2 separate regions of the Mus musculus genome follow, and region 2 is linked to region 1. The links are chromatin contacts, called in public promoter capture Hi-C maps. All regions are on one chromosome and are shown on one strand. The core of a region is the stretch at or near the end of the contact, and the rest is flanking DNA. Distances in the headings are between cores, read along the strand shown.

Region 1 (2,573 bases), core at 28-2,527:
TGTGTTTATTTCTAGGAAAAGTGGGCAAGAGGAGAGGAGGCTCGTTGGAATGAGGTAATGAGGTAAAAGGGATGTTGGTGAAATGATAACGGCAAGAGTTGCCGAGAGTGCACAAGAGGAGGATGGCATGTCATGGAAGAAAAGTATTTCTTCCTACAAGAGAGAAAGGTGAAAGGATGAACAAAGAATTCTAAATGTTCTGGGAAAATTTTTAAAATTACAGAAAAATGAAAAGCATATGGGTATATGGATGCATGCATTCTGAAATTATTTAAAATTCTAGGTTTTATTTAATGATCTTTCACATTTGATTTCACACCTTTTCTTTGGTCAAACATGTGAGGTTAATTGTTAATCATGACGGTGGGGCCCTAAATGCTTCAGCCTGCATGAGCATCCCCGCTTCCCACAAGCCCCCGAAGGACACCTAGCTAAACACTTCCACCCTGATGTTAGTACTTGATTGTTATTCAGCTCTCCTATGCATCCTGTAAGAACAAAGTACCTTGACAATTAGGGTGTGTGGAGTAGAAGGAGGAGGGGGACAGTCAAAGACTAAGGAATCACCTTGGGGAACATTCAGTAGGCATGAGAACCTCACAGTCCACAATTGGGAACCGCTGTTTCTCATTCTTCTGCTACCTGGCACCCTTATGGACACCATGACCGTACCCTGTTCCCCCAGCAAGCTCTCTCCAGAGATGTACCACCTAAGGCTCTGACAAGAGTAAGAATACTAGCTTCAGACACACTGCTAAGCTCTCACTCCCTGAATGTCACTGTGCTTCAGTCTACTGGGACAGCTGGACTAGTGCTAGCAAGGAAAGCATCAGTGGCTGTCATTTATGTCTGCTTTGCCACGGACATGGTGTTTGGGAAACTTCCAGCTATCAGATAAAGTTTTATTTTTATCTTTGTCAACTGAAGGGATAGAACGATCCTGTGTGAAGGAAAGTGAATGGGGTTCATGTATTAGGTGGTCTTATAATTAATCTAAGGCAATTAATGAGAACGGTAGACCGGCAAATAAAAATATATAGTTCTAGAATTTAAAAGAAGGAAAATAAAGGTGGGAGATCTCTCTCTCTCTCTCTCTCTCTCTCTCTCTCTCTCTCTCTCTCTCTCTCTCTCTGTGTGTGTGTGTGTGTGTGTGTGTGTGTGTGTGTGTGTGTGTGTGTGTGGTGTATGTCTGTATCTGTGAAATCCCAGACACACCGCGGACGAGCTGGGGGCGGGGCAGGTCTCTGGCAGCCAGGTTCGCCCTGGCTTCTGGGGTGAGTCCCCACGCTGGAGCAGCTCCCAGAGCCAAGCAAGCTTCAGCTCGGGCGACTTCTGCAATCAAGCGGCTGCTGCAGACTCCGCAGCACCAGCTCTGCGATGGGACACCTGTGGCTCTCAGGGACCTGGTTTCTCTTTGGGCTGCTTTGGTGTGCAGCAGATTCCCACAAAGGTAACGCAGTGGGGGAAGGTCGGGAGCCAATCCTGAGACCCTGCTCTACTGGTCACAGGGAGGGGAGACCACCTGCCATCTGCCCTGGGCAGACGCCCTTCTGGGAACCTAGGGTCCTGGAAGGTCGGCAACAGCCTTCTGACTCATACAGAGACAGTACCGAGAAAGTCTGAAACAGAGGTTGGAACCCAGAGAAAGACACCAGTACAAGTAGGGCTAGCTCGAGAAACCTCCCTCATAATTGTTGATCAATGCTGGGGTTGAACTGAGGAAGTTTCTCACCCCCCTCCAGAGCGGCATAATTTTACCACCTGAACACCCCCCCTACCCCCCACCCCCACCCCGTTCTTCTTGCTCTCCTTGTGTCTCTTTCTCAGCAGAAGGGAAAGCTCTTCCCAGGAGGTCAGGTTGTGTTGTGGCGGGTGTCTGTCACTTCCAGGGTAAGCTGCCCAGTGTCTTCAAAGCAAACCCCAGGAGAGGGCTGGGGAGAACGTGATAAGAAATTGGAGTTGTGTGCTGAGATAAGGAGAGGATGAACTTGAGATAGGAGAGGCTGCAATGTCTGGAGATGGGATCCAGCTCCCTGCAGATAGATCCTCTCTTGGCTCTCGGGGGCAGGGACTGCAAGTAGGCACATACTGCAACACACTGTAAACTCAAGATCAATGCTAACCTGAAGCTCGCAGGCGTTGGGTCCGGGCGCGGAAGCCTCCGTTCTGCTGAGGAGCTGTGGCTGCCACAGACCATGCTACACGTTTTCAGACAGCAATGAACTACCCAGTCAGAAGTTCCTTCACCTTTTCTCAGAGATCCGTTTCAAACAATAATCTTTGGGGCTGTTCTTTGTGCCTTAATGTTTTGTACTTACTCTAATAAATTGTTTTTGCGTCTATTACAATTGCCTCTATACACTCTAGGCAGAAAATAAAACACCTCTAGCCACTGTGCATCGTATTTCCTAGCCATGTTCAAGAATTATGTACAATTCTCCAAAGAAGCTGCTGGCTTTGCCTCGCTGGTCTAGTAACTTCTATTAGAGCCTCCCTTCTATTTCTGAATGGTAGACCAAGGCTAACTCATCCATATTTGCCCTTCAAGATGCAGTGGAGGAATTCCATTCTAG
Region 2 (2,573 bases), core at 55-2,554, 360 kb after region 1:
CACATCAAAAGAAAGAAAGATGTGTGATCCTTGAGAAAGAGAGGGGCACCTGGGCTTCACTTCTTAAAGATTTCCATCACTTCTCAGATACTGCTGCCAAGCTAGAGACTGAGCCTTTAGCACATGAACTTTCACATGCAAACTACAACATAGGGATGTCTCTCCATCCCAGTCTTTCAGCATTCTAAGCCTAGCTTCAGAGAACCTTTGGATATGGTAGAACCCTCACTGCTAAAGCTTCATTTTGCAATTCCTCTTTAGTTACCTTATTTGGGATTTAGCTGCATTCTACAGCTGTAGGCAAGTCCAGCTTCAGAATAACCATGGTTAAAACATATTTTAATGATTAGCCTATCTGAATACTAAGTGAATGCACACATGTATGTATTATTCACACACATATATACCACACTACATACTTGGAATTGAACTTAGGGCTTCATAAATGCAAGGTAAATACTTGATTATTTAGCTGTGTTCCTAATTCCACATTTACTGACCCTGTTATAAATGTAGCCAGTATTAATACTGAACTACTTTTCTAATCATTTATTTTATATATATATATATATATGTATATATATAACTTAAAGATTAAGTAACCTATAGTAATAAGTGAATACACATATGCATGTATTAAACACACACACATACACACACACACACGCTTGGAATTAACTTAGGGCCTCATAAATACGATAATAATACTTTGTTATTTGGAGTGTGTGTGTTTATGCATACACATTTAAATATGTAATTTACCAAAAATTAAAGAAATTACAGTCTGATTTTCTACTATTTTAGTATTATTTAAAAATATAAGCAAACAATATTTAAATCAGAGACCATGAGGCTTGGGAATATATCCCCATTTTGGAAACTGAATGAGAGACATTTTTCCAAAGACCTCTTACGGTGCAGCCTTGACCTGGCTAGTTTCACCTACACTGCCTTTGCTGTTTTTCAGCTGCACCAAGAGGCAAGACACCGTATTCCATACAATTTAGAAACCCTTGATTGTGTTTTCATAATAAAATATTCATATTTTTGAACTAACTGGATGAGAAAATGGGGATTTTAATTACGGGATAAACATGCTACATAAATAGGCTACCCAGGCAGCGAGGGACTACTTCCCAGACCCTTGGTGACTGAAATGGGATAATTACTAAGACAAATGGCTCCATCTGATCTATTATCCCTCATTCTACCAAGTTCCAGCAGCCTCTCTCACCCTTGCTTTATGCCCACTTGACAATGGAGCAGAAGGCAATGGCTTTTGCTGTAACTGTTGATCTTGATTGCTTGCAATCTTCCACCCCCAGGGGTTTATGTGCCCCCCTTGATTAGAAGAAACGGCCCCCTACTCATCCTGTCAAGACGTCCATGCTGCACAGTGAATATGGGAGAAATCTCATTTTAGAGACAAGCATTTTCTGTGAACTCTATTAAGCAACAAAGAAGCCGGCCTTTCATAGGGTCACATTTCTAGGATATAATCACCAACTTCTTGGGTGCAATATAAGGCGCCTGCCAGAGTCCACTGTTTCCACATTCATCTGCGATTATTTCATGATGGCAGCATTCTCCAGGGAGTTGGAGATGCTTTCTGCACATTTTAATGAGCCTGTCATCCTGCCTCAAATTTCTCCCTTCAATCCTTTATTTCTTTCTGATCCCTTTCTTTCATGTGGTGAGCAATGTGTATTTGGAAGGCATAGGGAACAGAGATTTTAAAAATGTCATTCAGAATAGATGGAAATCTATTGTCTTCCCATCTTGGGATTGAGCAATATTTTGTTTCCTGGTTAAATAGGGTGAAAAATATTCTTTATCTGTGTTCCTGGGAAAATGACTTAAAATGGGACATGGAACTTTAATAAAGAATACTTTTTTTTCATGAAGATTTGAAGTGTGTGTGAATGCAATTATAATAAAAGCACTATAACAAACATTTCTATGTAGTAAGAGTGGTCAGGCTTGGACCATGACTCAGCAAATGAATATTCTATAGTTCTTGCACAGCTCTGATAACAATATTATATTTTTAGAGGTTAACTTAACAACAAATACAAAATTTAAGATTTAATTTAAAACATTGCAAACAAAAGAAATGTCAGAATAGTCTGCATATTTTGTATAATTCATTGTACTAATTTTGTCCTATATTTTATTCTGTACTAATTTTATCCTATATTTTATTCTGCTTTATATTTTTCTCACATTAGAGCTTCATTTTATAACCAAATTTACCATGGGATTCAGTATTAGTAAATGTTAGAATAGAGTCTGATTTTGTAAATAAATTTACTTTAGGATTTATTATGTAAGAACTGTCAATTAGGGAATATTTTAATGCATCATAGCTACCCATCAATGATTTTTATTTAATTTTTTTTTCTGGTAGCCTTTGTTAGCAAAATAATGCCTATGACTAATGCTCCCTGTAGCTTTCCCTATTTAAATTAATCTGGTTCTTTATCCCTTGCAAACATATGTATGATCTGCTTCAATCAGATTTTCTCAAAACAAAGGAAAGTATTCGCCATTTCCCCCCAAGGGCTTTACAAATG

The links. Promoter capture Hi-C pulls out the DNA fragments that hold promoters and counts their contacts.
Region 2: a contact with region 1 is called in a promoter capture Hi-C map of the C10 cell line. The contact joins the enhancer-like site here to the promoter of Pkhd1l1 in region 1. A contact is called at or near these places in 14 of 39 promoter capture datasets (the C10 cell line, the HPC-7 cell line, cranial neural crest and 7 more), 1 of 15 datasets of contacts at CTCF or cohesin (the NIH/3T3 cell line), 79 of 484 Hi-C or Micro-C datasets (the 3T3-L1 cell line, 3T3-L1-derived adipocytes, the AML12 cell line and 42 more), 5 of 115 datasets of contacts at active chromatin or transcription factors (embryonic basal ganglia, embryonic forebrain, embryonic hindbrain and 2 more) and 1 of 9 other capture datasets (embryonic stem cells).

What each region holds. Positions count from the first base shown.
Region 1 is chr15:44,456,176-44,458,748 of GRCm38.p6, forward strand. Pkhd1l1 (polycystic kidney and hepatic disease 1-like 1) reads left to right here and starts at 1,278. Exons shown (of 78, transcript NM_138674.3): 1 at 1,278-1,450. The coding sequence starts at 1,378.
Region 2 is chr15:44,813,342-44,815,914 of GRCm38.p6, forward strand. No RefSeq gene overlaps it. Among named protein-coding and RNA genes, the nearest start is that of Gm33852, 23 kb to the right of the region's middle. Within about 2 kb of position 1,305, at least 3 of the 459 cell types and tissues checked have an H3K27ac peak or open chromatin away from gene starts, as enhancers often do.